Regions from separate parts of the Mus musculus genome. Here region 1 is linked to region 2. The links are chromatin contacts, called in public HiChIP or PLAC-seq maps. All regions are on one chromosome and are shown on one strand. Each heading gives the region's core, a stretch centred on a gene start, on an enhancer-like site or on the middle of the called end of the contact. The rest is flanking DNA. Distances are from core to core; before and after follow the strand shown. Region 1 holds the start of D630041G03Rik (RIKEN cDNA D630041G03 gene). Region 2 has its middle 17 kb from the start of Mir290a.

Region 1 (5,140 bases), core at 334-2,833, 1.3 Mb before region 2:
CCAACAGAAATGAGCATGCCAACAAGACCTTCTTGAAGTCGAATCTTAATCCTTCTAAAGCAGGGGAGCCCTGAGGGCTAAGATGAGCCTCACCATCTGCAGAGGTCCAAACAGAAAGTGCAACAGCTCTGGAGAGGAGGGGTTGGCGATGTTGCCTCGCAACCGGGCCTGGAACGAAAGGAGGTCATTTCTTATTAGTGCACGAATGATGGATGGGTCAAAGTGCCCTCACTCCATCGACGCCCAGCAATGGATGCATCCTCACCAGCAGACTGAAGGCGTATTTGATTTTCTGAAGCACGTCGGTGTACTCAGCCTCAGTGGGTGGCTTGGCCCTCAGTGTCAGCAGACCCTCTGTGCGGAGAGAGCAGGTGAGGTTGTGGGGACACCAAGAAAGCATTAGACAACAATTCCAAAGGTGTAAACACCCAAACGGGTGGCCTTAGGAAGTCAGACCTGGCTGGTGGTGGGAGACCCCAGGGGGAGAGGATATTTGGACATCACTCAGGAAGGTGTGTTCTCGGTCCATGTGGAAGCCCCTTACCTCCCGCAGCTCGGCGTCGTGTCCTGCGGCCTCTCTCGCGGTGCTCCAAAACCCGGGTAGCCTCTGCTGATTTTTGCAGTCTGGATACAAAACTCTCCACGTCGTCAAACACGTGGTTCAGAATATCCTACCATAAGCAAGAGAGGTAAGAGTGGTGCTCCTGAGTCTCAGACTCTGGTCTAGGTCCAGGGCTCCAATCTGAACTCCTGGACACACCCCCTACGTCAGGCCATGCCCATAACTGGAGCAGTGGGTGGTCTATATCAAAGACTCTAGCCATACTTCTAGAATTAACTCCCATCCCCGACCCAGCATCTTGTCAGCTAGTCACACCTAGACGTGCCACGTTCCTGAATCTCGTTCCCCACTCCAAGACTGACTTGATTGTCAAGGAAATCTTTTTCTCCTAGCTGGTGCCTCTCACTCAAGCTCACCACATCCCGCTCTGCCTGCAGACCCGCCAGCTCAGGTCCTCTTGGGCCCAAGTCTGGGGAGGTAGGGTCAGCACTGCTAGTCGTGCGAGCTTGGTCGGGTTTCCTTGCTTCCTCAGTCTCTGGAATTGACTCCACTTGGGGTCGCCCGCGGACTGCGGATGGTTCCACGGTGTTGATCACCAGGCGGACAGACGGGCGACGCTGTAAGGGCGGGGTCTCCGCTGCTGGAGAGGCGCCGCGTCGCAGCTCCTCCTGCGTCGCCCTGAGTTAAGAAAAAGGGGAGACCGAGGCTGGGGCAACCGATGGGATCAGGAAGGGGGGGGGGCGGTCAAACGAAGGCTGGGCATTTCATAATGAGAAACTGGATACGAAGATGGAGAAACCAAAGACCAAGACAGGCTAAAGTAGAAGACTGGAGCGGAGCGGTCACCTTGTCTGGGAGGTACAGGTAAGACCTGGCCAAGGCTAATTTGTGACCACATTCAACACTCTAGGCTGTTCGTACCAAGCTCATTTCTTAGCTGAGGAGAGTGAGGTCCATAGATGGGAGAATTTTTTTTTTCAGTGCGCTCTGCATCTGCTTCCCCCTTCTCCTCACCTGAGCGCTGCTGCCCTGCGTTCTCCACGTCCGGAGCGGTAGTTCTGCAGAGCCCCTTGGATGTCCTCACGGATCAGCTCCGCCTGTCAATCATACTTTAAGATCTCCCCTCTTACGCCCCACCCATTGCCTGCCCAGGACTCTTTCTTGTTCTCAGCGCTTTGCCTCCGACTGTCTTGGACAAACCCCATGGACCCCATCTTGGTTCTGCCTGCCTGCCTGCCTGCTTCCAACCATCTTTTTTATGTTTTTCTCAAAGCCTTTGTTCTGCATCTTCTTCCCATCGTCACATTCAGTCATGGTCTAGAGTTCATTCAACCTGTCCTCAATTCTGGTTCCCTCTCAGACCTGCTTTCCTAGGCTATGTCCCCGTTTGCCAAGGCCCCGCCCCAAACATGGAAGCCCCGCCTCTGATTCTCTACTAGAAAAAAAAGCCACCCGGAGCCACGCCCACTCACTCCGAGGAGCAGGCCCTGGAAGAAATGAACATCCGGCTGTGCACGCTCTGGCTCCTGGCACACCAGGAGCAGCAATGAACGGCTCCGTCCTCGGGGCATCACCGCGTCGCAGCGTACGATGGCATCGAGAGGATATGACTCTAGTTCTTCCTGCAGGACGGGGTCGCAGGGTAAACGGAGGCACAGATTCCTATGACTGCTAGAGCAGTGTCCAGGACTTGGGGCAAGGCAACCGAAAGAGTTCAGGGGCCTAGAAATAACACCCTGTTTAATAACCTAGGCTTCAAAGGATAGCTTGCCAAAGTTCCCAGGGGAAGGACGCTTCGGAGCCAAGATTCACCCTCAGATCTCAGCCCCATTTCTCTCTTCCACCCAATTGCTCTCTGGCACCTTGGAGACTGGATCAAGCAGAGTGACTTGACTAGGTGACACTCTCAGTAGCATCTCCTGTGCCCAGACACGCCCCTGGCTGTCCATGACTGCCAGCTTTCTGGAAGCATCTTCCACAGTGTGCACGCCATCTTCTTCCCCCAAGCAGAAGGTGACCAGGTGCTGGCAGGAGACAGAGTAGGTAGCTGAGTCCCAGGCTATGCCAAGCTGTTGCTGAGCTTCTAGAGGGAGCTCCTGTTCAGCCTAGCCATACTTCCCCAGAATGCTTTCCTCAGACCCTTTGAATCCAGACCTCAGTCTCCCTCCCTCAGACCCTTCAGCTCCTTCAGTGGCCAGCACTGATTAGATTTCCTTCCAATTAGGACATCTTCAAACCAAGATTGGAGGCTTCTCAAGGGCAACAAATAATAAGGATTGAACTCTTGTAAGTGCCTCCTCTGCTTTGCATTATGACATCCACACCCTCTCCTGGACCATGGAACCGTGGCCGATTTGGTCCTGCATCCTGCACTGGGGATGGCTCAGAGGAAGATCAGACAGAACTGAGTTCTCAGGCAACAGGGACGGATGTTCATGGGGAGAGAAGAGCTGAGTTTTCCTAGTCTCTTCCTTCTTTCTTTCCTTCTTTTTCCCTCCCTTCCTCCTGCCTCCCTCTCTCTCTTTCTTATTTATTCACTTTACATCCTGATGGCTGCCCCCGTCCCCAGTCCCTGTTTTCAAAAGGCCTATCACTTCAGGCTCACCTCTCCCCAGGAAACGTCTTAGAGAAACATAGACCCCAGACTCACATTGACATGATACTGGGACACGTCAGCCATAACCACGGTGGAGTAACGTTTTCTCTGTTCTAAGGAGGGGAGAGGGGGAAGTGCATGCAAGAGTCAGACTGCAGCCTGGTTCCTTAGACCCTGATGCTAGCTAGCCCTTCTCCCTCAGAAGGAGGAGTCTAGACTCCAGCTCTCCTCCCTCAGACCCAGGAGTCCAGACTGCAGCCATCCTCCCTCAGACCTAGGATCCCTGACCCCAGCTCTTCTCTCTCAGATCCAAGAGCCCAGATTCTGTCCCCTCCTCCTCCTCTCAAAACGACAGACTGTATTCTCTCTTCTCCCAAGAGCCTTGTTCTTGGTCGCCTTAACCCTCAAGCTTACCATAGATAGACTTTGCACTTGGTTTGGGTGCAGCTTCAGGCCTGGTGAAGAAGAAAATAAGGGGTTAGGAGGATGGTGGGGCTGGGGATAGACCCTGCAGGCATGCATCAGGGAGGGTAATGGAGAGCCGTGCAAGGTCTGAGCAGGTGAGAGCAGGACACACCAGAGTTAAAGAAGATGGTATGGTATAAGCTGGGTGTAGTGGTGCATGCCTTTAATTCCAGCAGTCAGGAGGCAGAGGTGTGAGTTCGAGGCCTGGTGTACAAAGAGAGTTCCAGGATAGCCAGGACTGTTACATAGAGCAACCCTGTCTCAAAAAATCAAGACATATGATGTGATAATGTGTGTGTGTGACCGCTACATCGCACAAACCTGGATTCAAATATTCTATTTCTGTCTGTCTGTCTGCCTGCCTCTCCCTCTCTCTCTCCCCCTCTCACCCTGAGATGGAGGACCCTTGTTCAGTTCTGGGTAACCAGGCCAGGCTGCTCACAACCAGCTGTGAAGCTCTAGCTGTTCTGAAATTCACTACAGTAGACCAGGCCTCAAACTCATAGATATCCTCCTGCCTCTGCCTACCAGCTGCTAGAATTAAGAGCATGTACCACTATGCCCAGCCCCTCCCTGCGCTCTCTTTTAGTAAAAATGCTTTTGCAATTTTGAGATAGAGTCTTGAAATCACTATGTAGCTTAGGATGGTCCTGAACTCCTGTCCTTACTGCCTCGACTGCCACTGTGCTGGGAACGCAGGCATGTACCATCATATCTGGTTCTAGGTTAAAATTCACAAAGCTGATGGGGGCTGGAGACTTGGCTCAGTTGTTAGAGAATTCGTTGCCTTTCTAGAGGATCCTAGTCAGTTCCAGGGAACCAGGCCAGGCTGCTTACAACCATCTGTAATTCCAGCCCCAGGGGACCAATGACCTCTTGTAGCTTATACAGACATCCCTCCCTCCACCCTTACACACACATCAGAGAGACAGAGACAGAGAGATAGAGAAAAAGATACAATTAAAAAAGATTGGTGGCTAATCTTGGTTGTCAACTTGATTACATTGGAAATCAACTAAAATCCAAGTTGTTGGAGACATAAAAGGACATGGGAGAAGGACACATCTATTTTTTGCCTGCTTGCTCTCAATCTCGCTGTTTATCGATCCTCCTGCTGAGGTCTTTCTTTGCTGGTGTTAGAATATATATATATATTTAGGACTCTAATGTAGGCCAAAGACCAGCAGCTCTCTAGGAATTTCTAGGGAACTACACTGCTCACGCCTCCACTCTGGTAAATTGAATAACGATTGGACTCTTGGCTTTTCTGCTATGAGACAGCCACTGTCGGATGACCCAAACCACAGCATATAAGCCACTCTAATAAATCGTGTGTGTGTGTGTGTGTGTGTGTGTGTGTGTATGTGGATTCATGTGTATGTGTGTTTGTGTGTTCATGTATATGTATAAGTGTGTGTGTGTGATTCTATCAGTTCTGTTCCTTTAGAGAACCCTGACTAATGTAAAGGTGAAGGGCAGAGCCTATTGTGATTGATGCACACTCACAATCCCAGAAC
Region 2 (5,887 bases), core at 1,981-4,480:
GGTTTGGTAGGGATTTTAGATCTGGGCCATATTTTAGGGGTGCATGGGTATTTTCAATGAATAATGAAGGCCTGAAAAAATGTCCTTAGATCTAAGGCAATGCGGAAGGTGACCCTGGAGCAGAAGATTAAGTGTCCCTCTCTTCTATACACTTTGAGAATTGACTCTACTAGGGGAAAAAAGAAGTAAAACTCTTTAAGGCATCCAATTCTGCTTAAACACCCAAAGAGACACCCATTTTGAACAGAAATTATCTGCCACTTGTATAGATTTTAAGTCAGTTGTAAACAGACATACAAGTCAGCTGTCCCCAGGTCACACTTTAAACAAGGTTTTACAGACACAGAAACTGCAAGCTTGGCCAGTAGGGACAAATGGGAGATTTACATAGCAAAGACATCTTTACTTTGTTTTGTTTTGTTTTTTGTTGTTGGAGACAAGAGTTTCCCCAGTGTAGCCTTGACTGTCCTTGGGTGGCCTTGAACTTATAGATCCTGCTGCCCTCCCCTACCAAATCCTGGGATTAAAGGTGTGTACCCTGCCACTCAGTTTACTCTTTTTGTTTTCTTTTTAATTTATTTACTCACTTTATGCCTCAGTCTCTTTCCCTCCCATAGCCCTTCCCCCACCCCACCCTCTTTAAAAAACAGGCTGCTGTTCTTTGTTTAGGTGGCTGTTAACCAGGGACATCCTGCCAGCCTAGTGAACTGATAAGAGGACCGGGCCCTTCTGGCTGGCCGGCATAATTAAGTTCCTTTTGGTATGAGAACAGAGCCTAATAGGTCACAGTTCTGGTAGACAGAGAGGGGTGGGGTAGGGATACATCTTATCGGGGTGTGATAGCACTGGCCTTTAGTTCCAGCATTTGATAGGCAGAGACAGTGAGATCTTTGAGTTTGAGGCCTGCTTAGGCCACTACCTAAGTGAGTTCCAGGACAGTCAGGGATACACAAGAATATCTTTTGGAAGGGAGGAAGAAGGAGAGAAAGATAAAAATACTTCTTTGGTAACCACAGACTAATCACGAACCTCTCAGTTCTACTTTATTCTAGTTTCTAAGAAGTCTGTTTAAGTGACTAGAGAGATGGCTGAGTGGTTAAGAGCACTGTCTGCTCTTCCAGAGGACCCAGGTACAATTCCTAGTAACCACATGGCAGGTCACAGCTGCCTGTAACTCCAGGTCCAGGGGATATGGAGCCCTCACACAGATAAACTTGTAGACAAAGCACCAATGCAAGTAAAAATAAATCAATCTTAAATAAAAAGTCCCGCTAGTTCAGGATGCTAGTTATCTTGTAGTCATATTGATGTGAGGCCCTTCAGCTAAATTCTACTTCTGTGTAAGGTAATATTTCCTAAGCAATTTATTCTTAGCCGGGCGAGGTGGCACAGGCCTTTAATCCCAGCACTCAGGAGGCAGAGGCAGATGGATATCTGAGTTCGAGGCCAGCCTGGTCTACAGAGTGAGTTCCAGAACAGCCAGGGCTATACAGAGAAACCCTGCCCCCACCCAAAGATTTATTTATTTTATGTATTTGAGCACACTGTAGCTATACAGATGGTTGTGAGCCATCACTTTGTTGCTGGGAATTGAACTCAGTACTTCTGCTCGCTTGGGGACCCCGCTCCTTCTAGCCCAAAGATTCATTTATTATTTTATTATTATTATTATATATTTTTTAAAGATTTATTTATTATTATATGTAAGTACACTGTAGCTGTCTTCAGACACTCCAGAAGAGGGAGTCAGATCTCGTTACAGATGGTTGTGAGCCACCATGTGGTTGCTGGGATTTGAACTCTGGACCTTCGGAAGAGCAGTCAGGTGCTCTTACCCACTGAGCCATCTCACCAGCCCTTATTATTTTATTATTATATGTGAGTACACTGTAGCTATCTTTAGACAGACCAGAAGAGGGTGTCAGATCTTATTACAGGGATGGTTGTGAGCCACCATGTGGTTGCTGGGAATTGAACTCAGTACTTCTGCTGGCTCGATTTGAACTCAGGACCCCCAGGAGAGTAGTCTTACCTGCTGAGCCATCTCACTAGCCCCAGTTTTGGTTTTTCAAAATAGGGTTTCTCTGTGTAGGCCTGGCTGTTCTGGAATTTGCTCCATAGACCATGGCCTCAAACACAGAGAACCACTTGCATGTGTGTGTGTGTTTATTTTCGGTAGGGTTTCACTGTGTAGACCAGGGAGGCCTTGAATTCAAAGAGATCTATCTCCTGACCTTAAATACACATGGCACCACCTCTGGAAGTTTTTGTTTTGCTTGCATGGTACTGAATCTCATATAATTCTGCCTGGCTTGAAACTAGTTGTCTAGTCAAGTATGACCTCAAATTCCTGATCCTCTTGTTTTTCTACCTGAATGCTCGGATAACAGGCATTTGCCACTATGCCTGCTATATACAGTTTCTTTCAGACAAGGTCTTACTGTCTAGCACAGAGTGCCTTGGGATTTACAGTAATTCTCCTGCCTCAGCCTGTTAAGTGCTAGAATAAGAGACAGGAGTCACCAACCAGTTATTGGTTTTTTTTTTTTTTTTTTGGTTTTTTGTTTTTTTTGAGACAGGGTTTCTCTGTGTAGCCCTGGCTGTCCTGGAACTCACTCAGGCTGGCCTCAAACTCATAAATCCGCCTGCCTCTGCCTCTGCCTTCCAAGTGGTGCTGGGATTAAAGGCCTGTGCCACCACCACCTGGCTTATTGTGGTTTTGAGAGAGAGCCTCTCCGAGTAGAGGCTGTCCTGAAATTGCTATATAGAGCAGGAGAGGCCTTGAACTCACAGACATCCTCCTGCCTTCGACTCTCAAATACTGGCTTAAAGATGCCTATCACCACACCTGGCCCCAGTTATGTTTTAGATACAGAGTCTATTTTTTTATGTGGTCCAAACTGGCTTCAAACTTTCTCCTACTTTTTTCTCTCTCAGGACTCTGTTTTCCAAGGGCTGGTATTATACCAGGAGTCACCTTGCAGACCAGACTCAAACTACAGCACAGTTGCTTCGTTTTGTTCTCTCAGGCTGGCAGCCAGCCCTGCCCCCACCAGCCCTGAAGTCAGGAGTCCTCCTAACTTTACTCTTTGCGTAAGGATCTAGAGATCTGGACTCACACAAAGACTTTAGACAGATAGAATTCCCACTGAGTCTCCTGCTTCCTGCCAGATCTCAGCTCTGCAGATTTCAGAGCTGATACGGGAAGGAGTGCCGGGCTGTGGGCCCCAGGCAGCTTTCTCTGCCTTCAGATTGCCCAGGTTCCAGGAAATAATGCGGGGAGGTGTGATGTGCTCGGCTCCTTTGGCCCGGTTCAGTCCAGTCTAAACTGACTCGATAAAGAGGCCTTCTACTCCACCCAGCCAGAATTTCACACCTGCCTCTGCCCCAGGAGATCCCCTCATTGTTTTCAGTAAGGAATGCTTTGCATGTGTGTGTGACCTGGTCTCACTATGTAGGCCTGGCCTGCCTGGAACTCACAGAAACACCCTGCCCTTAAGTCTCGAGTGGCAGGAATAAGCCATTCACCACCACATTTTGAAAAAGCACGTTGTGCTTGATTTAAACCCTGAGCTGCGCTCCCGATCCTCTATCACTGCGTTCCTTGGGTGGGATCTTTTCTCTCTTGCTTTAACTTTGACTTAAAAACCCGAATTACAGGCAGGCTGACAAGGCCACCTGGAATGTCAGTGCGTTTGAGGGCTCCCAAATGTTACGTTTTTTACTTGTTAAAGTAAGTAGTGCTTTAATAACAGAGCTTTCTCCCCAAGACACAGTATCACGATGTAGTCCTGGCTGACAGCTACCCCCAGACATGTGCTTGCCATCTAAGTGCTGAGATTGAAAAAAAAAAAAACCAAAATAGCTCTTCTCTCTGTCTCTCTCTCCCTCCTCTCCCCATTCTCCTCCCCCTCTCTCCACGTGCCCCCCCCACTCTCTCTGCCTTTCTGTCTCTACTACCTTCAACTCCCCTGCCCATGCCCTAAATAAACTCTATTCTATACTAAAAAATGTGTTACTAGGCACAAGCAAGTCCAAGTCTCCCTGTCTCTGTCTTCCTCCTCCTCCTCTTCCTCTTCTTCCTCCTCTTCCTCCTTTTTAAAATGTCAGGGATTCTCTGTGTAGCCCTGGCTGTCCTGGAATTTTCGGTGAGCTCCCTGCTTCTGCCTCCTGAGTGCTGGGATTAAAGGTGTGCACCACCATGCCCGGCACACCTTCATTTTTAAAATTCAGGATTTTACCATGCTTAGGCTGCCCTCAATCAACTCTATAGCCAGGTAGGCTTTGACATGGCTAACTTTCTTCCACACCCTAGGGACAATTGTGTGCAGCTCAGCTTGGCTTCTTTAGCACAGATCTGTACTCCCAGGCCCCAGGCATCCCACATCCCTCCTTTCCAGGGAGAGGGAAAGCCATTTTCCCTTGGCTGCTGCTTTGTTGCTGGGACCACTGTCTAGTACCTGGTGATGAAGTTGGTTTTCACAGTATGGTAGAAGAGAGACTGATCACACACCCATGAAAACCCATATATACATTTATATTGCTAAGGACAGAACAAACAGCCTCACTGTATATGTCCATGGGATCCAAAGAATCAGGCATACACATGGCACACATCCAGATAGTAAAAGTGTAAACACGTACAGATTTTATGATTTAAAACTTCATAAAGCTCACAATAACCTCACTACCTTTTTCTTTAAAGATTTATTTATTTATTTAATGCTTATGAATACACTGTTGCTGTCCTCAGACACACACCAGAAGAGGGCATGGGATCCCATTACAGATGGTTGGGAGCCACCATGTGGTTGCTGAGAATTGAACTCAGGACCTCTGGAAGATCAGTCAGTGCTCTTAACCACTGAGCCATCTCTCTAGCCCCCAACCTTACAACCTTTTGTTCACGGAGGGATTTACTGGTCTTCATTTCTGACCAGCAACATAGGACCCTCTTATAGGTGCAGAGTGCTGAGAAATGTTGATAAAAAAGACTTCCCTTCACTTTCCTCAGACACTGTAAGGTTAAATTGACCAAGGCCTTTTGGCAGATGGTGCAATTTCTCAGTGCCCTCTTTCCCTTGACCTGTGTCTCTGCTAACCCATATACCAAAATAATAACATGGTGAGAATCGCAGGCAGGAGTTCAAGGCCAGACATGCCTTCCTGCCAAACCTGAGGGTAGTCTGAGGCCTTGAGTCAAAGCACCCCAACACATAAACAGCATCTTCAAAAAATAACTGTGTGCTGGGTGGTGGTGGCACCCTTTAATCCCAGCACTTGGGAGGCAGAGACAGGAGGATTTCTGAGTTCGAGGCCAGCCTGGTTTACAAAAGTGGGCCCAGGACAGCCAGGGCTACAGAGAAACCCTGTCTCAAAAAAAAAAAAAAAAAAAAAAAAAAAAAAAAAAAAAAAAAGAAAAGAAAAGAAAAAGAAAAAGAAAAAAAGCTAAGAGAAACACTGCAGCCCGGCTTAGGAAGCCTGGTTGGATCCCATGACTTTTTGAGTGACCGCTGACCCTTGTGTAGGTTCCACCACTAAATTTTGTCCGTTGGAGCCATGGCTTTGTTGGACCTAGACCCTACCCCAACTTATGGGCTATGTATCTCCGACAGCTGTCTCCTGCCTCAGTCTGTGTTACTGGCAATGTCCTGAAGGGACGGCAGGGGGCGCACCTCTCCGTGTTCCTGGAAGACTGCTTCAAGACGGGCACTCAGCTAGGACAGCCCTTCTGGGTCTTGACAAGTAAAAGTGCCTCTAAAGCCGAGTGTCCCTGCCTGAGTTGTTGTCCCTCAGGACTCCAGCATCCTGGAACTCACTTTGTAGACCAGGCTGGCCTCGAACTCAGAATTCCGCCTGCCTCCGCCTCCCAAGTGCTAGGATTAAA

Evidence for each region. HiChIP or PLAC-seq counts read pairs in DNA pulled down with a chosen protein or histone mark.
Region 1: an H3K27ac HiChIP or PLAC-seq map of trophoblast stem cells shows a contact between it and region 2, with 14 times the contacts expected there. The contact joins the promoter of D630041G03Rik here to the enhancer-like site in region 2. A contact is called at or near these places in 8 of 39 promoter capture datasets (the 3T3-L1 cell line, the HPC-7 cell line, cranial neural crest and 5 more), 2 of 484 Hi-C or Micro-C datasets (embryonic fibroblasts and nephron progenitors) and 1 of 115 datasets of contacts at active chromatin or transcription factors (trophoblast stem cells).

Annotation. Positions count from the first base shown.
Region 1 is chr7:4,467,327-4,472,466 of GRCm38.p6, reverse strand. It overlaps D630041G03Rik (RIKEN cDNA D630041G03 gene), which reads left to right and starts at 1,583. Exons shown (of 1, transcript NR_028416.1): 1 at 1,583-5,140. It overlaps Eps8l1 (EPS8-like 1), which reads right to left. Exons shown (of 20, transcript NM_001374622.1): 3 at 3,573-3,613; 4 at 3,213-3,271; 5 at 2,425-2,586; 6 at 2,035-2,184; 7 at 1,577-1,659; 8 at 979-1,240; 9 at 545-671; 10 at 266-354; 11 at 94-168. It also overlaps a transcript of Rdh13 not described here.
Region 2 is chr7:3,198,859-3,204,745 of GRCm38.p6, reverse strand. No RefSeq gene overlaps it. Among named protein-coding and RNA genes, the nearest start is that of Mir290a, 17 kb to the left of the region's middle. RefSeq lists a cis regulatory region at 1-5,135. Within about 2 kb of position 3,230, at least 46 of the 459 cell types and tissues checked have an H3K27ac peak or open chromatin away from gene starts, as enhancers often do. A contact at or near this core is called in trophoblast stem cells, where this site is marked.